Linked DNA regions of Mus musculus: all the other regions are linked to region 3. A link is a contact called in public HiChIP or PLAC-seq data. All regions are on one chromosome and are shown on one strand. The core of a region is the stretch at or near the end of the contact, and the rest is flanking DNA. Distances in the headings are between cores, read along the strand shown. Region 1 overlaps Cdhr3 (cadherin-related family member 3). Region 2 has its middle 9.6 kb from the start of Cdhr3. Region 3 overlaps Atxn7l1 (ataxin 7-like 1).

What was found. HiChIP or PLAC-seq counts read pairs in DNA pulled down with a chosen protein or histone mark.
Region 1: an H3K27ac HiChIP or PLAC-seq map of embryonic fibroblasts shows a contact between it and region 3, with 4 times the contacts expected there. The contact joins two enhancer-like sites. A contact is called at or near these places in 6 of 39 promoter capture datasets (the C10 cell line, cranial neural crest, embryonic stem cells and 2 more), 1 of 15 datasets of contacts at CTCF or cohesin (CD8 T cells), 28 of 484 Hi-C or Micro-C datasets (B cells, the C10 cell line, CD8 T cells and 19 more), 9 of 115 datasets of contacts at active chromatin or transcription factors (T-cell acute lymphoblastic leukemia, bone marrow-derived macrophages, embryonic basal ganglia and 5 more) and 2 of 9 other capture datasets (adipose tissue and liver).
Region 2: a contact with region 3 is called in a FOXA1 HiChIP or PLAC-seq map of pancreatic cancer cells. The contact joins two enhancer-like sites. A contact is called at or near these places in 6 of 39 promoter capture datasets (the C10 cell line, embryonic stem cells, hematopoietic stem and progenitor cells and 1 more), 7 of 484 Hi-C or Micro-C datasets (the BV-2 cell line, the Ba/F3 cell line, the HPC-7 cell line and 4 more) and 2 of 115 datasets of contacts at active chromatin or transcription factors (bone marrow-derived macrophages and pancreatic cancer cells).

What each region holds. Positions count from the first base shown.
Region 1 is chr12:33,039,465-33,042,730 of GRCm38.p6, reverse strand. Cdhr3 (cadherin-related family member 3) reads left to right here. Exons shown (of 20, transcript NM_001024478.1): 15 at 191-372; 16 at 2,328-2,341. Gm40874 (a long non-coding RNA gene) reads right to left here. Exons shown (of 4, transcript XR_872668.3): 3 at 206-344. Among named protein-coding and RNA genes, the nearest start is that of Gm40874, 45 kb to the right of the region's middle. Within about 2 kb of position 1,735, at least 38 of the 459 cell types and tissues checked have an H3K27ac peak or open chromatin away from gene starts, as enhancers often do. A contact at or near this core is called in embryonic fibroblasts and tail fibroblasts, where this site is marked.
Region 2 is chr12:33,101,008-33,103,994 of GRCm38.p6, reverse strand. No RefSeq gene overlaps it. Among named protein-coding and RNA genes, the nearest start is that of Cdhr3, 9.6 kb to the right of the region's middle. Within about 2 kb of position 1,499, at least 32 of the 459 cell types and tissues checked have an H3K27ac peak or open chromatin away from gene starts, as enhancers often do. A contact at or near this core is called in pancreatic cancer cells, where this site is marked.
Region 3 is chr12:33,284,042-33,286,935 of GRCm38.p6, reverse strand. All of the region lies in intron 3 of Atxn7l1 (ataxin 7-like 1), which reads right to left. Among named protein-coding and RNA genes, the nearest start is that of Gm38649, 27 kb to the right of the region's middle. Within about 2 kb of position 1,410, at least 85 of the 459 cell types and tissues checked have an H3K27ac peak or open chromatin away from gene starts, as enhancers often do. A contact at or near this core is called in embryonic fibroblasts, pancreatic cancer cells and tail fibroblasts, where this site is marked.

The DNA of each region.
Region 1 (3,266 bases), core at 486-2,985, 240 kb after region 3:
CCAGTTTTTCTGGGTTCTGATCTAATGGACAGAAAATAAAGAGGCCAGGGCTAGAAGCAGGAACTACAGGCTCACAGAGGTTGGGTCTGCAGAATAGGAGGGAAGAGTGGCCTAGACACTTTACACACTGCAATGCTGAATGTCAAAGACACTTCTACTCCTCTCAACCTCCCCTTCTCTGCCCTCCAAGCCCAGGATTACCTACCAGATCCGCAGGGAAAACGTGTACTCCACATCTGCATGGTATGTGCCGTTCATCGTCACTCTGGGATCCATACTTCTTCTTGGCCTTCTGGGGTCCCTGATGGTGCTGCTGTCCAAAGCAGTCTACAGACATTGCTCCTCTACGACCAGGAGGGACAGGAAACCTCTGTAAGTTCTGGTGGACTGTGACTTTCCTTGTTTTTGCTTTTGTTTTTGTTTGTTTGCTTGCTTGGGTTTAGTTTGGTTTTGTACAGGGCAGGGTACCCAGCTTGAAGGGGAGAATAGGAGATGAACAGAAAGAATTCTAGCTGCCCTTGGGCCTGGGGTACCCACTTTGTCACCTGTAGGGCCAGGACCCTGGCCTTTGGCTTTCTCTGGCAGCTTATCCTGGCCCTGACGGGATTTAGTGAGTGGGCTTCCAGTGACCTTAGCCTAGACAAGTGTTCCTGAACCTCCCCCCCCCCAACACCCCGTGAGTGCAGCAGAACACAATGCAGTCTCCTCTGTAGAGTATTTATAGGCAGGGATGGAAGTAAAGGAAGCAAAATCAACCACTATCAACACAGCAGATTAGAAAATTAAACTTTGAGTACCAGTGACCCACTCAGGTCTTTATGTCATTAGACCATGTCTGTTCTCTTGCATAAGACTCTCATTTCCGCCATCTTGGAAACACACAGTAATTGCATGCCAGGTTTGTCTACCCCCGCCCCCCACTCTTCACTTGCTCAGACACGTGATTCCTAAGAGAACCTGTGCCTGTCACAGACTTCTCTTGGGGCCAGATTTATTCTTAGTAACTCTTACAGCCAGAGCACAATGACTGTGAGCCAGGCTTTTTTGGAGTTGGTCAAGTTCCAGGTTCAAATCTAAGCTCCCTCATTTTCTGGGCAGCTGACTTCGGGCACATGAAACTCTTAAGTATCAGCTTCCTCCTCAGCAGAACTAACCAAGCAAATTCAGAGAGAGCACTGGTAAGCGTTTCTGACACCGAGCGAATGCTTCCATTGCACAGCAACAGTTTTGAAGTTGCTGTTGTTTTAACTTCATAGCCAAGATCCAGTGAGCTCATGATTTTAGACCCCAAATTTAACCAAATGCCCAAATGTCCTGGGAGCTGGATGCCCTGACACTCGGGACCTCTTGGTGGCAAAAAAGAAAAGAATGATAAGACTCAAATGCCTCTTTAGAGTATTTGAAGATTAACTATAACTACCAAGTAATTTTACATGTCTGAGTGTAAGATGGTTTAAAAGACATTAGCTTAAAGCTGTGCCTTGCATTCCACTGTATTTATTGGGAGAAGTTTGCACTACTGGCAGCCTTGACTTTCAGTAAGAAATCCTTGAACATCTACTGAAATGTAAAAACACATTTTTGTTTGTACTCTCTTTACAAATGATTTTGAGAAGATAGAAAAAAACCACTCTACCTTGTTTCTAAAAGAGTCATTTTTTTTTAAGCATGAAGGATAATGATCTCACATATGGGATATGAGTCAGCATTCTTAAAAGATGTTGCAATAGACATCGCAACTTACATGCAATGTGGCTATGTGGTAAATATGAACCTTGAACCTGGCTGTTCTATTCGAATTCTAAATACAGATTTCATCATGGCCCAATTCAAAAGAGAAAATAGCTAATATTCAGACTCAGACTTGTACTCTCAGAAAGTTAGTTGTACCATGTAGCAGTCAACACTTGTCAAATAGTGAGAAATAACAGTAGAGTTTTTCCCCCTAAGGCTTTTATGAGAAGGGCATTAAGACCCAGTCCAGCTCTTTCATGTTATAGGAAACTGAAGTTGTCAGTCCTCTAGCCTCCCTGCTGCGACATTGGGCAAAGAAGAATGAGCTGGTGGTCTCACTCCCTCACCAAAGTCACTCTATTCCCTGGAGTTGTAAGAAGCAATAGTTTCAAACTCCCAGACTCTCTATAGCTCCAGGCTATCAACTGCTTGGTTTAGAACAGCTAGTAGCCAGAACCTTTTGATCTCTATCTCTGGCCCATTTTTAAACTAGTCCCCAAATTCCAAGAATGCCTGGAGGCCCTACACTATCATGTGTGCATATCTATGTGGAGTTCTGTCTAGTCAACTAATGCCTATCCTTTCCCCCATAGGACAAAGAAAAGAGGTATGTACAGTACATGTTCTCACTGTTGCTTTGCTGCCTTTTGCTTGCTCTGTTATACTACGCTAAAAGGCTCTAATGTGGGTTCAATCAGGGAATATCCATGTCTTTCGTAGGGAAGCAGAGAGCATCTATTGCTGGAGCAAGAAAGGGCACGGTGAAGGGTTGAGGATGCAGGGTGAAGGATGAAGGATACAGGATGCAGTGTGCAGGATGAACGATGCAGGATGCAGGGTGCAGGGTGGAAGGTGGAGGATTCAAGGTCAGGGTGCAGGGAGAAGGATGCAGGGTGCAGGGTGCAAGGTGCAGGGTGCTTTTGGCTTACTTGGTCCACTCACTTGGGCCTTGTCTACTTTCTACCCATGTTCATCTCTAGCCAGCTCAGTTTAATCATCTAGGTCTATCTCCCATGGAACCTAGTTTATCTGTAGTAGGGACATGCGTTACACACAGCCAGCATTTCCTGACTGCTGCAATGGAGGGGGTGGCTGCTCCCAAGGACAGTGAATGCTCTGTCTTGAACAAGTGCCTCTTCTGAAAGAACACTGACACGCTCTTCTCAGATTGTAATGGATTTGATCATTGTTCACATAGTTCATTAGGTCAAACTAGTTAATTGGTAAATTGAGCAAGATCTACTGAGAGCCCCAAGCCCAAGGAGATATCTATCCTAACCCAGACGAAGAGTTGTCACCTCAAGGCTACTCCAAGCTAAGTGGGGAGACAGGACATAGAATTTACAATTCTGTAATTAAAAAATAAATGTTTGCTTAAGTCATTGTATCCATGGGGGTATGTTGATATGCACAAAGTATATAAATGCAGGGTTCAAGTTTTGATTATAATGGTTTTTTATTACATAGAGGGAACGTATCATAATAACAGAAATGTCATAGACTGCCTAGATTTCTAGTTTTTTAAAAATAGA
Region 2 (2,987 bases), core at 250-2,749, 180 kb after region 3:
CGAGAGGGCACCAGGCTCTAACCAGCCATCCCCTCTGGAGTCATCTGGGAAGGCTGTTTCGGCACCCACTTTTACCATTCTCTCCTCTCCTGAGGGTTCACTGGGCACCGGGGCTTTTTTCTCTCCCTAAACAAATTATTTGTTCATTCTGCCCCATTTCACGTCATGGTGGGTGGCTCGCCAGCAAATGCTGAGTGACCTGTTGTGGGGACTGTCCTTGAACTCAAAACACCATCAAGTCCAGGCCGCTTATTCTGAGATCCAGGACAGCTCTCAACTCCTTCCTGGGGATTTCCCCTTTCCACCTGAGCTATGACTGACACCACAATCAAGCAAAGTATCAACAAAGTCTAACACAGGTCTGGTCCACGGTGGCCCATTAGGCTACAGCTCTTTCACTTCAGCCCACACTGCTAGGAACTGAGCAGGGGTTGCAGCCTTGGAGAGCACAGAGTTCCTGGCACAGCCAGACTGAGAAGCCAGACCGCTTCTATCTAAAGCCCTGACACTGCCAGTTCCCAGACTGGTCATATTAAGCAAGTTATTCCACACCTCCAGGCTTCAGTTTCCCCATCTGTAAAATGGAGACTAACTGATAAAATTACTGCAACTGTCTCATAGTGCCATTGTAGGGATTAAAGAGTCAGTGTGTAGTAAGCATGTACAGTGTTTTGCGTGTGGAAAGCATGGAGTGGATGCATGTTTCTATTTGCCATACCTGAGGCACTGTTGTGATCAGTGTATGTTTGGCTTTCATAGCATGGGAGGATATGTGAGGCATGAGTATAGTTTATAGTTTATAACGAATCCTCAGGTACTTCCAAAGAAGATTTAAAGTGAATGAATAAAGACAGAACCGGGAAAAAGCATCAGTTAGCCTTGTTTGTAGTTCTTTTGAAATGATCATGAATTTTATTTTTTACGATCATGAATTTTAATGCTAGGGGGAAACTGCCTCCCCCCCCCCCCGTGTTTATTTCCACTTACAGACAGTGGAAAGGCCTCAGCTTTAAACAGGGAGATCCTGACTGTTCCAGGCTCGACGAGTCGATGTAGCATGCAATCACTGTTGGGAACATCTGTCACACGGAGAACTTACACAAAGGATCGTCTTTGGTCCCCCTGATCAGTTCCTCACACTGTTTTCAGATGGGGAACAGTTAAGGATTCTGCTTTGAGTCACAAAGCAAGGGTCAGGAGGAGCAAGATCACAGGCAGGCCCAACACCAAAGCTCAAGCTCCTACTCCCCCTGTGCCACCCTTGGGACCTTCTCTGCGTCTCAGAGAACAATAAGATCAACGGGAACCTTCTGGCTCTTTGCATCTGGACAGGGAGGCTGGTTCTTTGCCAGGTTACTGAGACTCTAACCCACTTATCAAACTGTTTAAGCATGTGGGCTTTGTATCAATTTTTAACAAGCAGCAGAGACTGTAAACAATGAGCCTGAGCTTAATTCAAACCCTAAGCGATGATGTTTGACAAAGGAATGTAAATACTGCGCTGATTCACGGCTTGTGATTGGTGGCTCATTTGTTAATTTCTTTGCTGCCGGGGGCTCCATCTGGACCCAGCTGGGTAGCTGCACAGCTCGTGGCCAGCATCCCTCCACTGAGGGTTTCATTCACTTAATACGTTAACATTGCTGACATTTACACGGGGCTACACACATAAACAAGACCTACGTGAACCCAGTCTTCATGGTGTTCAGTCGGGGCACTGAAAAAAAAAAAGTGCTCCACAAAGAAAACTGTGTGGGAAGAACCAGGAGTAGAGGGAAGAAGGATGTAGGTGAGAGTGTTCAGGAGTGGAAAGTCAGGGAAGACCTGTCTGAAGAAGGACAAGATGAAGAGGAGTCACAAGAAAATGTGTGTTGGGGACAGGGTGGAGGGGAAAGATGAAGGAGATGGCTCAGACCACAGAACAGTGATTCGAAGGGACTAGGGAGATCTTAGGATTTTTGAAGAGATTACAGGTCATAGGGGCATGTTTATGGGAGATGTAAAATGCAGACTGTAAGAAAATGATTAGTTTAACAAATATGTAATATTTGATGACTGATAAACAGTTAGAGGGAGAAGCGACCCACGGGAATTGAGGAGTCCTCCCAAGTGTGTGGAGGAATAGGAGCTCTCATACATTGTCATAGCAACATAAAGCGGTGCTGCTAGGCACTGTCAGCATTACAGGACAGATGTGCTCTGCTAATGGGCACGGAGAGATTCTCCACACATACCATCTCCCCCGACATCATCCCTGTGTGCCCTCAGTCCCTGAAACGTCTCCCACATGTGTGTTTGATTACCGAATCCGTTGGCACTGTTTTTGAAGGCTGTGAATATCTTGGACCTGGGCACAGCTAGCAGACTAAGTGACTACTGAGGTTTGTGAGCTAACTCTGCTTCCAGCCTGAGCTCTCTACTTCCCTGTCGGCTGCCGAGATGCAAGGAAATCATGCTACCAAGTCCCCTAGCTCTAGACCAAGACTGTCCCAGCCATCATGCCTTCCCCTCAATGAACCACGAGCCAAATAAAATTTCCCTCCTTGTAAGGGTGATTTAAAAAAAAAAAAAAGTAACCAATGCGTCTTTCTCCTGTGGGCTAAATTGTGACTCCCAAAAAGAGACATTGAAATCCTAACCCTTCAGCACGTCTTGTTAGAATATGACTATAATAAGTTGGGTACTTCAGAGAAATAGAACAAACAGAAGATTAAGTGTTCAGATATACAGATACATAGCTTTCTAGGTATAAAGGAAGAGATACAAAGTTAGGTAAGTAGATGGATAGATGGAGATAGATAACAGACTGACAGATATAAAGGATACACAGAAATACATATATAGGTAGGCAGCTTGATACATGGAAGGAAGGAAGAAAGATATCTAGATAGAGAGATAGATAGATAGATAGATAGATAGATAGATAGATAGATGATGGATGGATGATGAATGAATGGATGGAAGGATGGGTGGATGGGTAGGTAGAT
Region 3 (2,894 bases), core at 161-2,660:
AGTACTTCACAATCCCCAACATCTCAGCGGGTGCAGGGCTTCTCAAGTTATACCCACAGCCCTTGTTTAAAGGGTCCGGGAATCTGTGTGTCAATGTGTTCTCATCGTACTGTATTGTCTTTATTTTTAATGTTTCGCCGTTTTACACAGGACCATGACTTTCTGGAGAGGCTAAGGAACTGGCCTGCAAATGTACCTGACATGTGCAAACCTCGGAGCTCCAATCCTCAGTGGATGCTTGCTTTATCCATCTTACACGCTGGCCACTGTTCCCACCCTTAACCACCCCAAGGTCAGGTCCCAGACAATAAGGGAGAGACTTTACACTAAAAGCCCACTTTGATCACTCAAACGAGTCAGTGCTAACCCAGTTCTCTTTGCCCTGCCTATTCCTTTCCATGGAAACTTCAATAATAGCTTCTGCCTTCATTTTCTCTTTCTTCTGCTCCTGCCTCCTAATGGGGCCATTGATTTCCTATACTAAGCTGCACACACAGCATGCCCCACCTCTCGGGAACTACGAATAACAAACTGTCTTGTTATGCATACGACGGCCAACTGACCTGAATCAATTCCTAAATATTCCCATTCCCAAATAACAAACAAAATGTACATCTTAGAATATCCGGGGATATCAATGCTCCAGGCCTACGGACCACCCTTCAGCAGCAGTATCTAATTACAATGCTATACCACTGAACAAGGTGCTGGGCTGGCTGAGGGCAATGATTACATAGCACGTGTGTTGGACCTCAGCCAGAAGCCAGTGTCTTCACAGGGGTCAATGACTGACGTGGCTGGCTGGGGCTACTGCCCAGAGGCCTGTGGACAACTGCCAACACCCTGCCTCACATTCCAGCAAGGGGATTTCATGGAATCCACTAGGTAGGAGTTAAAGAGCTTCAGTGGAAAGGAGGCTAGGCCTGAGGCCTTTAACCTATAGCAGGCATGGTAGTAATACAGGTGACTCAATGCCCAGGGGAGATGGGTTGGCAGGCTGCCTACCTGAACTATGGCAGACAGACATAGGCATCAGACACCCAAGTCAGAATGCCTTGGGGGATAAGTATTTGAATTCAAGCTGATTATTCTCCCCTACAGCAAGGTGCTAGCCGGGTGTCCAACAACCCTTCTGCTTGGCGAGACACGGAGGCCCTGATCATGTTGAAGGCGCCCAGTGCTTAGGGAACATCCTAGACAAGACCTCAAAGTGTCTGAGTCCAAGATGAAGTGACTGAGTCCACTTCATTCACCCCAGGCCCTCACAGTTTATCTGTAACTAATTAAGGCAAACCCTGATTAAGAACTATCAGTTTTAAGGAATTCACATGGCTTAGCTCAGCTAATCCCCACGGCTCTGTGCGGTAGCTGCTGGGAAAAGCCTTACTTTCAAGATGAGTGTGGAGAGGCCATGCAGCTCACCCAGGCCACTCATGAGTCAGCAGGGTCGCCGTAACCCAAACAGTCCCACAGTCTCCATTCTCCAGCACACCCCCTGGGCTTTGGGGCTGTGCCATAAACCCTAAACTCTGCAGTGAAATATCAGTAACAGCAGGAAGCAAGCAGCTCCTGCCACCCTAGAATCAGAATCTTAGGAGCCTGTGCTTTGCAAACTCTCCTCCTAATCCTGCTACAGGCAGAGTACATTGGTGTGGGTCAGGGCAACCCTGAGAGGAATTCCTTTCTTCTCCTCTTCTCCTCCTCCTCCTTCTCTTTCTCTTCCTCTTCCTCTCCTCCTCCTCCTCTTCCTCTTCCTCTTCTCCTCCTCCTCCTTCTCTTCCTCTTCTCTTCCTCTCCCCCTCCTCCTCTTCCTCCTTCTCTTCCTCTTCTTCTCTTCCTCTTCCCTCTCCTCCTCCTCCTCTTTATTTTTTTGAGATCCCATCTCATGCACTTTAGGCTGGCCTTGAACTCACTGGATAGCCAAAGATAAGGTTGAATTTCTGAATTCCTGGTCCTGTAGCCCATACTGCTCGAGGTTTGGAATCCTGGGTGTGTGCTGTCACACCTAGATTTGAGGTGCGAGGGATTAAATCCAAGGGCTGGAACACGGTAGGTAGATATTCTACCAATCGAGCCACATCCCTAGCTCTTCTTTCTTTTTCTTGGTTAGCCTGGAAACCCTGCTCGTCCCCTGCACAAGCTGGGAAACCCCATCTGCCCTCCTTCCTCCGGCCCCGCCCGCACAGAGGAAACTCCCCCACCCACTTGGAGAAAACTCTGAGCTAGCACATCATCACTCCTTGTCTCCCCATTTCCAGCAACCCACCCAAGAGCACCCACAAAAGGGCTCTGTTTCTGACCATGTATGGGCCCAATCCCAGCTCCTAGCTAACACGTCATCACTTCTTGCCTAAATTCTATAAAAACCCCTTGCTTTAGCCTAGATGTGTGACTTCACTGACCCCTGCCTGTGTTTTAATGTAGTCTAATCTAGCTTCTTTCTCTTTCTCTTTCTCTCTCTCTCTCTCTCTCCCCCCTCTCTCTCTCCCTCCCACCCTCCTTCCCTCTCTCCCTCTCTCCCTCTCTCCCTTTGAGATAAGGATTTACTCTGTATCTCAGGCTGGTCTAAAATTTTCTGTCACCCAGCCTGACCTCCAATTGTACTCCCAAGTGCTGGGACTACAGGTGTGAGCTGCCAAGTCTGCTTTATATATACTTCATTTCTCTCTCCCTGTGAAGTTGGGCAATGGAACCCAGGGCCTTGCCTTTGGTCACCAGGTGCTCTAACACTGAGCTACAGCCTAGCCCAGGAACAGCCAATAAGAACAGTGCAAATGTGACCTAGATATATATTTTACTATGTAGAACAATGTCTTGGGAGGCACAGCAGTGTGGTAAACTAGAACAGGCATGTCCTAAAAATCCTGGTTACAGCAGTGGTCACACCATTGTAA